Regions from separate parts of the Mus musculus genome. Here all the other regions are linked to region 1. Evidence: chromatin contacts called from public promoter capture Hi-C data. All regions are on one chromosome and are shown on one strand. The core of a region is the stretch at or near the end of the contact, and the rest is flanking DNA. Distances in the headings are between cores, read along the strand shown.

The links. Promoter capture Hi-C pulls out the DNA fragments that hold promoters and counts their contacts.
Region 2: a promoter capture Hi-C map of liver shows a contact between it and region 1, with 2.3 times the contacts expected there. The contact joins the promoter of Fam117a here to the promoter of Ankrd40 in region 1. A contact is called at or near these places in 3 of 39 promoter capture datasets (erythroid cells, liver and pre-B cells).
Region 3: a contact with region 1 is called in a promoter capture Hi-C map of liver, with 4 times the contacts expected there. The contact joins the promoter of Ube2z here to the promoter of Ankrd40 in region 1. A contact is called at or near these places in 2 of 39 promoter capture datasets (hippocampal neurons and liver).
Region 4: a promoter capture Hi-C map of liver shows a contact between it and region 1, with 4 times the contacts expected there. The contact joins the promoter of Zfp652os here to the promoter of Ankrd40 in region 1. A contact is called at or near these places in 3 of 39 promoter capture datasets (hippocampal neurons, liver and pre-B cells) and 1 of 115 datasets of contacts at active chromatin or transcription factors (pancreatic cancer cells).

What each region holds. Positions count from the first base shown.
Region 1 is chr11:94,326,138-94,329,395 of GRCm38.p6, forward strand. It overlaps Ankrd40 (ankyrin repeat domain 40), which reads left to right and starts at 1,864. Exons shown (of 5, transcript NM_027799.2): 1 at 1,864-2,250. The coding sequence starts at 2,117.
Region 2 is chr11:95,335,755-95,338,671 of GRCm38.p6, forward strand. It overlaps Fam117a (family with sequence similarity 117, member A), which reads left to right and starts at 1,264. Exons shown (of 8, transcript NM_172543.4): 1 at 1,264-1,507. The coding sequence starts at 1,312.
Region 3 is chr11:96,063,545-96,066,655 of GRCm38.p6, forward strand. It overlaps Ube2z (ubiquitin-conjugating enzyme E2Z), which reads right to left and starts at 1,820. Exons shown (of 7, transcript NM_172300.3): 1 at 1,408-1,820. The coding sequence starts at 1,730.
Region 4 is chr11:95,711,367-95,714,263 of GRCm38.p6, forward strand. It overlaps Zfp652os (zinc finger protein 652, opposite strand), which reads right to left and starts at 1,388. Exons shown (of 2, transcript NR_045780.1): 1 at 1,262-1,388.

The DNA of each region.
Region 1 (3,258 bases), core at 614-3,113:
GTTTCTCTGTATAGCCCTGGCTGCCCTGGAACTCGCTCTGTAGACCAGGCTGGCCTCAAACTCAGAAATCTGCCTGCCTCTGCCTCCCAAGTGCTGGGATTAAAGTGGCTGCCTGGCTCCCTTTTCAGTTTTATTTGTTTTGTTTTGTTTCCATGTGCATGTGTTTTGCTGGCATGTATGCATGTGCACATGTGGATGCTTAAACCTGAAGAAGTCAGAAGAGGGCATCTGATCCCCTGGAACTGGAGTTACGGATGGATGGTTGAGAGCCACCATGTTGGTGCTGAGAATCAAATCCTGGGCCTCGTTTACAAAAGCAACAAATGCTCCTAACTGTTGGCTTATCTCTCTAGCCCGATATAATTCTTTTAAGGAAAGAAAATTTAACAAACAAAAAACCATGAATTTTGGAGCGCACCTAATTTAATGTCATTGCTGCTGTTTGACTTTGTTTGTTACCACTCTGAGGATGAAACCCTGTGCCTTGTTTGGGTAAGTACTCTTTCACTAAGCCAAATCACCAGCCTGCTACAATCTTTTTAAATTGCCTTTAAAAAAAAAAAGACTGCTATTTCTTGTCCCTCAGACTGTGTTAAAGACTGAGTTTCAATGCCATTCCCATCAGCCTCAGATGGAGCACTATGTTGGATCCGAGAATTAAATTTTAAACTGTGGAAACAAATCCAAGTGTAGGCTCAAGCCGCGTTCCAATTTGCCACCGGGGTCAATTTAAGTGTTTAGTCAGTTGATATTCATCACTCCTGGTGTGCAGTGTGTACTGTGTGAATTACTGTATCATAATAAACAGACGTTGCTTTTTCTTAAGCAGTAACAAGACAAATGCATGCTGTGTGCCCTGGGCAACCCCGAAGAATGGAAATAAAGACGCTATACCTAAAAGTACCCCTTCCTGTTTCATCTTGGCTTTGTTCAGGCCCTCCTCTCTGCCTCCCCAGGGTGTTTTCCTTAATCTTTTCACCCCATCTGCAAAGTTCTCACCAGTGCCACATCAGGGATCTCTCCAAGGCACCTGAGCTCAGCAAAACAATATTTTCTGCTTGTCCCATTGGGTAGTAGAACAGTGCCAACCAAGGCTCTGAGCCTCATTAACTAGATTAGGCATGGAGTACTGCACACGGCTGTTTATGAACACACCATAGCTCTACCCTCAGTGCCTGGAATCAGGACTAGGATGACAAAGAGCTCCCCCCGCCCGCCCGCCCCCGCCCCGCCCCGCCCTCCGTCTTTCCTTAGATGACTTTCAGAATAATTAATTATAATTTATAAGCTATAACGAGTTGCATTTTATAAACTAGAATCAATGTTAATCTTCATGAAAGCCAAGTTGGAAGAATTTCTGTCTAAAACCGATAAAGGGTAAAATAAAAACAGTAACAGCTGAAATAAATATTCTAGCTGAATGGTCCCAAGCACTGACAAAAATAAGAAAGAACAGTGTCATCTATCTCTGCAAATAATGGGCATATTATAGTAGGATCCTTTTCAGCCCATTTCCCGTCCTGCTGGGTAAAAATTGGCTCAGATGGAAAAAAAAAAAAAAAAAAAAGAGCTAACTAATCTTGGGGGAGTGGGGGTGGAAACCCACCAATTATTTTTAATGCCTGCTAAACAGCCTGCTCCTGAGGATAAGGCTTTTCTGGCTCTCAAACGACAATGTCGGATCCCTCCGCCTCGCAACTATTCCTGTGTCTGTCCTCCTCGCTGGAAGCTGCCGGGTGGGAGCTCTAAAAATAGCCCATGAATCACAGCAGATAATCCAGTGCGGTGGTTACATAAACAGCCGGCCGGGGCGGCGGGGCCGCGGGTGGGAACGAAAAGTATCTAGGTCAATGTTGTCACACCGAATAGGGTCCCCCGGAGCCGGCCTTCGGAGGCGCGGTGGGGGAGGAGGCCTGGGCCTGCGGGGCCGCGAGCAGCCAGGGAGCTGTCGGTGGGCGGGCGGGCGCACGAGGCCCTGGGCCGGGCGCGGGCGGAGGCGCGAGCGGGGCGGGCGAGCCCGGCGCTCCCTCCCCATGGCCGGGAGCCGGCCGCGGAGGCGGCGGCGGCGCTGACAGGCTCGGGGCGGGGCGGCCCGGGGCCCGGGGCCCTGGGGAAGATGAGCGCCCTCCTAGAGCAGAAGGAGCAGCAGGAGAGGCTGCGGGAGGCGGCGGCCTTGGGGGACATTCGGGAGGTGCAGAAACTGGTGGAGAGCGGGGTGGATGTGAACTCGCAAAATGAGGTCAACGGCTGGTAAGTGGCGAGCGGGGGAGGCCCAGGGTTCAGGGCTGCGAGCTCGGGGCGTGGAGCAGTCAGCCGTGACCCAGGACGCAGGCGAAGGTGACGCCTGGTGCCCCAGGCCTCTCAGGTCGTGGCCCTTTCGAGACTGGCCCCGATCTCCCATTGCCTGGTGCAGTCAGGAGCGCATCCTCCCCAAACCATACCTTCTTCTGTGGTTGACCGCGGCCAGCGCCCTCCGGGACACTGGAGCCCACCCACGCCACCCCCCCCCCGCGCGCCCCCTGGCTCTAACTTGGCCCAAATGGTGATGCATAGAGGCTTTGATTCTCGGCGACTCTGCTCTGGATTTCATCAAGCTTGAATTAGTTTGCCATGGGCGCTTCTGAAGAACACTTCGTGCAGAGATGAAAGCATAAGCAACGAAGCAAATGCCAATCTTAAAAAACCAGCACGGTTTCTTTAGCCAAGACCAGGAGAAAAGGAACAACTACAAAACCCTCGCCACTTGCATAATAATTCTGCCTCAGTTGTTTTAATGCCACAGTGATTGGCTGTTGCCTACAGCTGCCTGTTGAGGGGAGACTCATTTGTCTGCCCTGTAGAGTGTTTTGTTTGCTTAGTACAATTTCCAATTAGAGAAATTTACCCAAGGCTTTACAAGTCGGCTAGCAGATCTGCCTCCTTCCCAATACAGAGTCTGTCTCATTTTAAGATATGAACAAATCTTTAGTTTCTTTCTTTTTTTTTTTTTTTTGGTTTTCGAGACAGGGTTTCTCTGTATAGCCCTGGCTGTCCTGGAACTCACTTTGTAGACCAGGCTGGCCTCGAACTTAGAAATTCGCCTGCCTCTGCCTCCCAAGTGCTGGGATTAAAGGCGTGAGCCACCACGCCCGGCTAAATCTTTAGTTTCGAGTTACTGAATGTGGTATTTCTTTCTACCCTTTTTTGACATTTTACAATTAATTTTTTTTAATTCAGGTAATGCTTATCTAGCCTCTTTTGCCAGTTTAAAGTTAAATT
Region 2 (2,917 bases), core at 14-2,513, 1.0 Mb after region 1:
TTACTCCCTTTCCTCTGATTAGTAAGTGTGGCTTCAAGGGAATACCTTTAAAAAAAATACTAAACTCGGTAGAGACTGAAATAGAAAGACAAATCGGTAGCAAGGTCAAAATTAGAATTCATAACTAAATATAAATCTAGAGGGAATTATCCAATTACTTGGATGGTCCCTTCTCACAGACAGTCCAGCGTTAATTGGCTCTGTTTCTTTTCCATATATAGAACAAAGTAGCAAGAGTAATGGATTTTTTTTTTTTGAGATGCATTGTTTTAATAGTATCTTAAATACTGCTTTTTCTTTTTTCCGAAAATGTGTTCACATATACATAGCATATAATTTTCACAGCTTGCCAGTATTCTCTTTGGGGACCATCTGGTCTTTGACTTGTAGGTCAGAGAGCAACTGAGCTGGAAAGACAAAGATTTCCTAGTGGAGTCACTATCAAACTTGATCAGATTTATCATTTACTTTGTTTTGCTAGGTACACTTACAATGGATGGTTCTGAAGGGAAATTCCCAGCTCCCTTTTAAAGGCTCAAGTTAATTTACAGACTAACAGCTGTTTTTATTGAGATTGGACCAGCTTCAGGAAGGGACTTGGAAACGTAGAAGACAAATGAGTGTCATGTGAGGCGAGGTAGCCATTAAATGTACGAATTTAATGCAAAGCTCATGCAAATGATAGGCAAACCTTCTATAAATTTATCGAATCTCAGTTTGGAGTTTGTCAGCTGCAGTGAAATCTCATGAGAATTGAAAACTAATGTTTTTTAGTTAAACTAAATGTAATGGCTTTTGAAGTTAGGCATTCTCAGTCCCATTGAAACTGCTTAGAGTTTGACACTACCACCTTTAAAGATTTCAGTAGTGTTTGATTCCAGTCCACATCCAGCCCCGCCCCCTGCACAGCCTGACATCACATGGCATATATTTGCATACTACCTGGGACTGGGTGTGACGATCCTCCCCTTTGAACCTTCTCATTGGCAGTGCTGAAGAACCAGCCCTCTACTGGAAGGTCCAATCGGCAGCCTTAAGGACATTAAAAAAAAAAAAAAAAAAGAAAAGAAGAAAATCAGGAGGGTGGGGGTCTTGACTTGATGGCTGAGCACATGGACCAATCATCCTCGGAAACAGAAGAGCCCCGCCATGGATTGGTTGAGGGGGAGGTCCTGGGACTCTGTAGGCCAATTAGAACTCTGGGCCGAGGGGGCCGGTCCGCGCCCGTAGGGCAGATAAGTAGCGGCCGCGGGGGTTGGGGGCAGTGTGGGGCTCGCCGTGGGGGTGAGGCGGCAGGTAGCCGGGTGGGCCATGTCCGGGGCCGCAGCGGGCGGCCGAGGCGGAGGTTCCTGGGGGCCGGGGCGCGGAGGGGCGGGGGGTCTCCGGCGGGGCTGCTCTCCACCGGCGCCCGCTGGCTCCCCCCGGGTCGGTCTGCAGCCACTCAGGGCTACGGTCCCCTTCCAGCTGCAGCAGCCTCACCAGCGCCGGGACGGGGGTGGCCGCGCAGGTGAGCCGGGTCCGGAGCGGGTGCTGGGGCGACGGGCTGGAGAGTACTAGAAGTAGATGGGAGGTGAGAGAAGAGAAAAAGGGGCGCTCAGAGTTCGCGAGGGCGGAGGGAGCGAAGGCGAGCAGCTGCGAACCTGCGGTGCAACTCCGGGACGGGGTGCCGGGTGCATGGGCCGGGGACCAGAGGGGAGGGACCTGGCAGATGGAAGCTAGCTTTGGGGGGGCGTAACCGAAAAGTGGTCCGAAGTGTCCGCCCGGGCGGTGTGAGAAGTGCTAGAGTGCGTGCAAGGAGTGTTGTGGGCGTCCGGAGTCGAGGGCTTCACTGGGAGCCAGAACCGGTGGGCGCTGGACGCCTGCTCAGTGAGGGGGAGGGGCATGGAAGAGAGCCGGGTGGAGCCATGTGTTACTTCTCCTGCTTGAGTTTGGCCCCAGCGTCTCTCTCTATGGCTCTCGAGTTCCTTTCTTCACCACTTCACGTGCGCTTTCACATTATGCTTCTTCCAGGAGATGATTTGAACTCAGCCCGTTGGAATAAGTTAGTTTAACGGCTTTTACTTCGGTGCAAACATACCTCTGTTACCGATTTTCTACATTCCTCTCGGGGTAGCCCCGAAGTTGAATGTTCCCATATCTCTGACTTGCTTAACATGGCTGTCTCTTTCCAGTTATTCTGTGCGTGTGTGCTTATGTACAGGAGTTGGGCAGTTTGCATCCTACTTCTTGCCTCCTCCGAAGGTGTTTTGCCCTGAGCATTCCCAGCCAACGTGGCAGTGGAGTGCTTACAATCAAGTATGCTGTGTTAAATACCCCACTTTCTGAACAGCGCCGAAGCAGTTTCTTAATAGCAGCTTGATGTGGTGGGTGTGGGGAAACTAGGGTGGAGCAAATTTAACCTTGCTTTCACACTTAAGGCTGTGATGGGACCCACAATTGCAGGCCCTTTGGAACGGAAAGGGAACCTACTTGCATGAGGAGGTTGGCAGTAAGTTAAAAGTGAAGTTTGCGTTTGATTCACACCAGATGTGAAAGGATCATTGCACACTTCCTAAGTCTAAGTTTGTACCAAATGTACAGAAGCTATGGTCCCTGCCATCCTACTGTGACAGTCCCTACACCAGTCTCTTGTGCTTTCTGCAGATGACTAAGCTTGGACATTGCATATCCTCTTCCTGAAGGTATTCTGTTACAGGAGTCTTGCTAGATAGGAATGGGATTCATCGGGTCTTTGAGGTAGAAAGCCAAGTCTATTTGGACCTCACTGTATGTGCTAGTATCACATTCTGGAACGCAGAACTTGATCAAATCTGGTAGCAAGATGGTGACCAAGTAGTCAAAGTATGTGTAGAATCTGGTGGTATAGAAGAAGGCAATGCCCAGACAAACTCGTGCCTATCGTCAACTATAAAGCAAA
Region 3 (3,111 bases), core at 570-3,069, 1.7 Mb after region 1:
GAGCAAGTCTACCATGACCTGTGTGTCCAGGAAACTAATAGGATAGTTGTTTTGAGGAAAAGGGAATCCTCTGAAATAACCAGAATCTCATCTCTGAAAGATGACATTTAGTAACTAGGATGAATGAAACTTCTGGGTCAGTAATCAACTAGAATGGATCAGTTGAGAACTGGCTCAGAAGAAGTCAATTATGAGGAAGTCTGGGGACACAGAAGGGTAGCCGAACAAAGAAGTTCGTCCAGGCCAAACTCAAAGCTGTATCCAGACTAAGAGAATCAAACAGCTAAGGAGTTAAGTTAGGGGTGGCAATAACTGTGAAGTTGTTCTACGTCCGGCACTGTGCCAGGTACTTTACGTGCATGGTGTAGTTTTTTTTTATTAAAAACTTGGAAAATATGTAGCCGGGCAGACACCTGAGGGGACTTGGAATGTTTGGGATAATAGCCAGATAAGAGGCTAAGATGAAAAGACTAAGTCTGGTCACCAGGAAACAAGTTTCAAAATTAATAGCTCAACAGTCTTATCTTTTGCCATGCAATTGGTACCATACTAAGTGAGCACTTTTGCAAAACATATTTATCTATGAAGTGATACGATCTAAGATCGGTCACCCAAGACACAAGCACAGACAGGCCCTAGGCCTTTTGTTCCTGTATTTGAAGGGAGTACATCTGCTTTACAAAAGTAAACCAGACAACCTTGGGGGTAAATAATAGGAAAAAAGTTCTTGACTAAGATGTTACAATCCAGAGTGATAGTGAGAGATGGTAGGAACGCAGAGTTTCAGGGACAGGTGTGAGGGACAGTTTTGGGGTGATTGGAAAGGGGGTTCAAGAAATGATCTGGAAAGTCAGGGAGGCTCTCTAGACCCGTGGAAAGGGCCATATGGTGGGGAAACGAGGTAAGGAAAGGTAAAAAGGAAGACTGACTCGAGTCTGCAACTGGGCAATGCAGGTAGAGGATGTTCCAAGCGGGGACTCCAGAAGAGATGGAGAACTGATGGGTGGGGCCTGAGGGCAGCCTTTAGGTAAGCTGGTGGGGTAGGTTAGAGGGGAAGTGCGAAGGGCGGGACCGAGCGTTACAGAAGAGCAAAAGGGTCAGGTTTCGGGTGAACGGGAGGGGGTAGGGATAAGGCATCCGGAACGGAGCTGCAGGGCTCACCGGAGGTCGCTAAGGGGCGGGGTAGGCCCGAGGGCAATCGCGGATCTGTTTGGGCTGTAGGGCCGGGCGCTGAGAGGGCGGGAGGGAGGGAAAGGGCGACACTTAAGGCCCCCGTCAGTAGAGAGGCCCGCAGGGTTTGGGCCTGGAAGACGTGAGGCGGGAGAGAGCCCCGATGGGGAAAGGTGGGGGGCGGGGAAGGTCGAGCCCTGGAGCTCCGGGGTGAGGGAGGAAAAACCCCCGGCTCACCGCTTAATCCGAAGTAGACACTGTGGCGCGGTTCGCTCGCCGTCCCAGTCCGAGCTGAGCGTGGGGTCCCAATGGCTAAGCAGCGCGGCCCCGTGGGCAGCGGCCGAGGGCGGGAGTCCTGGCAGCGGAGCCAGGCCGCTCCCCGGTCCCCCGGCCCCGCCCGCCGCCGCCGCCGCCGCCCACACATCCGGCAGAAAAGGCGGCCCGAACCCGCCGCCGCTCCCGCTAACGCCGACCACACCGGCAACACCACTCGACCCTGGGCCCGCCGCCCCGGCGCCAGCCGTCGCCGTCGCCGCCTCCTCAGTCGGACTCTCCGCCATCGCTGCTTCGCTTCCGGGACTGCTCAGCAGCACGTCCGCCGACCAGAGCGGCCGCTGCTCCCGCACCACCGAGAGCCGGGCCAGAGTGTCCCCACCCTCGGCTTCCCCAGCCCGGGTGGCGCTGGCTCCGCCCACCTCCGCCCGGACCAGCGAGAGGCGTGCTGCCAGAGCGTCCACCCACGGTCCTCCAGAGCGGGGGGCGGGGGCTAGCGGACTAGCTGGCGCTCCAGGCCAGCGCAGATTCTGCGCCCCGCTGGAGATGCTGGTAGCCTTCCATGGTTAAAGGTTTTATGTTGGGAGAGTTGATGTCGGAGAAGACAGTTCAAAGAAGATGGAGAGACCCACAGCTTCTCTTTTAAAGGGAGGGACCATCGATGTTCAATCCTAGGGTAGGACTAAGGTCCACCTTCCCTGTAGGGCAATCGAAAGAAGAGCTTGAGTAGTTTAGGGCCCTTCACATCCCTACGGCTCTGTGCTGTATCATGTCTGGTCTTCTCCCCCATCGACTACTATTGTCGCCTGACTGCGGATGGACTAAGAGGAAGAACGGAATCAGAACGTGCGAATAAAAGACCACCTCATTTGAGTTTATTCGATATTTATTTATGAAGGGCATACTAAAGGCCAGGAGCTGTTGCTAGGCATTGCCCTGGAGATAATGACACAGAAGTTGACAGCTTGGTAGAAGTCAAGCATCAGGCTTGATTCCAAGCTCAGTACCTTTTCTACCCGCTAATCCTGGAGTTACGGGTTTGAAATTCTCAATTTCTTAGAACTATATTGAGATTTGTAATACGAAAATTAACTCTGACTAAGGGGAAAAGACCTTAACCTTGTTCTACTGACAGGAATATGAGTCTGTGTGTGTGTTTGCTAACTGTAGGAAAACCAGAGGTACCGCATGACTGAGAATTTACACAACCCTTTCAGCTGGTCTGAGACAACATCCGAAACAAACACATTGATACTCTATAGCAAAGTGTATGAATAGTTTTTGAGACAAGGTTTCCAATATGTAGCTGCTTACCTCAGCCTTCTTAGTGCTGAGATGACCGGCATAAGCCACCACACCCAATGAAATATTCATATTAACTTTAGTACATTTATGAAGATTCATTCTAGAACAAACAGCCAGAGCCTCACTTTGGATCTTGTTTTTTTTTTTTTTTCTTCTTCTTTTCCTCCCGAAGAAGCCTGGCTCCTGTGGTGGCACAGCTCGTAAGCTAAGCACTAGAGAGGTTGAGGAATGATGAGGGAACTATCGTACATAAATAGTTGAGGCCACAAATTGAGTTCAAGGCAATCTGGGCAACAAAGGGACACCCTGTCTCAAAACACAAAAACCAACAAGTGAAGAGCCTGCGTTCTGGACATTTGTGCG
Region 4 (2,897 bases), core at 138-2,637, 1.4 Mb after region 1:
AAGGGGCCAAAGACAGAGTCAGCTCTTTATAAAGCTTCAAGCTCCTAACTTTGTCCCAGACTCAGGTCATTTTATTCCCTCGAAGGTTTGGGTGAGTGGGTTATGGCCGGCTGTTCTGGGAGAAAAAGTTAGCTGCATCTATATGGAAATTGTTTCTATGATGTGGGGGTCAGCTTTTGTGGAAGAACATTAATATCCTATGTTCTTAATGTTAGAAGAAGAGGGCTGGAGAGATGGCTCAGAAGTTAAAAGCTCTTCTTACTCTTACAGCGGACCTGGGTTCAATTCCTAGCCGCCCCCCCCCCCCCCGTCCTACAAGCCACTCATAACCCCAGTTCCAGGGGAATCCATCAAATGTCACAGGTGCACATGCACACATCCAGGTAAAACATTCATACACACAATGTAAAAGAAAGAAAGAAAGAAAGAAAGAAAGAAAGAAAAAATGTAGTAGAGCCCAACAATAAAAACCAACAATGTTAGGAGCTCCATTCAAGCTGTAGAGACCTTCAGAAGTTTGGTTTCTGGTGGGGAAGGGTTATCCTGATCTTAGGGATGTCATCTTGGGTCTTTTTCATGGAGACTTCACTTGCCAAGTCATTTCCTCTCCCTGTACACTAAGCACTTTCAATTACAGACACTCTCTTTTGGCTCTGAGCTTGGATAAATGCTACCTTGTTAGCTAATAGTACCATTAATTATATTAATGATTAATAGCTAATTAGTCATAATGTGGTCATGCTTCTTCCAATGGAGCCTTCCTTTCTTGCAACAGTTCTGGGACTCTAGCGCACGCGCGCACACACACAGACCACACAGACACACGCACGCACGCACACACTTCCCTATTTCTGGCCACAGGATGAGCCCAGCAGTCCATCCTGTTTGCTTACCATACTGGCGGTCTCTAAATCCCCCTAGTTGTAATCAACTATCCCATTTGTCTGGTGGATGGCTACTTCTTACAAGTGTCGCCCCTTCTATTTCTGTCACTCACTGACTGCTCTCTACTAACAAGGTGGCCAGCAATTAGGGTTTTTTTCTTTTTGAACCGTATTCCATAAGTCAAAGATATCTACTTCCAAATCTCACTCTGACCCACTTTTCCACTTTCTCCCCCCTTTGCACTTTTACGTTTTCTTATTTCTTAGGATCTCAAACCCCCTGCCCACAGATACTTCGTCTTCTGCCTTCAGGCTTCCTTTTGAAAACCACGCCCCCACCCCCTTAAGCGTCGCGCATGCGCAGCCCACGACTTTACCTGGGCGCTCGGGAGTGGGCGGAGTGGGCAAGGGCCGGGGGTGGAGCAGGCAGCCGGCGGTTATCTGCTCGGCTGAGCGCTCACATTGTGGCAGGAGGGAGAAAAGGTGCGCCCAGGCCGAGCCGAGGGCCGCGCATGCGCGCCGACCCCCATAGCCGGGGATGGGGTGTGTAGGGGGGGGAGGTGTCGGGATCCCGACCGCGCGGGGGGGAGGGGGGGGCGCGTGCAGGGGCGTGCGCGCGCGCGCGCTCCCGCCGGCCTCCCTGCCCCCTTCGCGCACGACATCCCTACAGCACACCCCCTCCCCCGCCGCCCGCCCCGCGCGCCGCCCGCTCCGCGGCCCCGCTCGGCCTCGCGCGCTCGGAAGGGAGTCGCGAGACGTCGGAGCGGCGGCCACGTAGCGCTGCGGCGGCGGCGGCGGCGGCGGCCGAGGCCGGGTCTGAGGATCGGCCCAGAGCGCAGACGTTGGGCAGGGGGAGGGGCCGGCACGGCGGGCGGTGGGGACTGGAGCGACGCGGCGCGGCGCGGCGACAGGCCCCCGCCGCGGGGATGGGCCGCCGAAGCGGCGGTGGTGGCGGTGGCGGCGGCGGCGGCGGCCCGGGTGAGTAGGAGCCCCTTCCCCGCGCTCTCGCCTCCCGCCGCGGCGGCGCCCTGGCAGCCGCGTTTCCTCTGCGCCCGGCCGGGCTGGCGGAGCCGGAGGAGCCTGCGCCGAGGCAGCTGCGTGCGCTAGGCCGGAGCAGCCCCCATCCGGCGGGCAGGCCCCGGGCGCTGCGCGTCTGCCGCTCTCAGCTTGGCCCGGGGTGCCGGCTCCGTACCCCCGCCCCCTCTCCCCAGCTTAGCTGCAGTTTTGCAGCGAGTGGGTTCGCCTCGAGGCCTGACGGGGTGGCCGGGGTGCACGGGTTAGTAGGCTGAGGAGAGCATTCTCTTGCCCTGCAGCTGGTGGCTTGCACCCACTACCTCCCCCGCCGTGCGGTTGCGCCCAAACCTCCAGCCCTCGAGAGTATTGTGGCACCAGGAGATAACACGCATGTGATGTACACTCGCCACCCGCAGCACCACACTCAGCCCAGTGGGCGATGCAGACCTTTCTCCACCCTCACTTCGTCCACCCCTCCAATCAGGCTTTACTAAAGAGTCCCAGGTCGGAGACACCAAAGAGAGGGATACCCCTGTTACATCTCTATGAAACATGTTCGTTGTCGAGGGATGACTATTGTAGAAATGATAGATGTCTCTGCTTTGCCTCGAAGTCAGTCTTTAGGATTTAAGATCCTGTATGCTCCTCTTTGAAGCGGGCCGGTCTTTGATTACATCTAGCTCATCCCTCCCCCAACAACAACATCAGGAACACGCGCGAGCACACACACACACACACACACACACACACACACATATATGCACACGCACACTCGCACACTTCCTGATTGCGGAACGGCCCCTGTCATTGCGGATCCATTGTCAGAAGTGGCTTGTGCCAATCAAAGGAATGTGCCTTTGGAGGAAGATGTTTTTTTCACAACCAAGCTACAGGATGTCAATCAGTCTTTGGTTCCCCTCCTGGATCTTACCCATGTTTAAGCACCTTCATGGTGTTTCCCTTAATGGCTTTTCCAGCGCGCTCTCAGTATCACCTGAA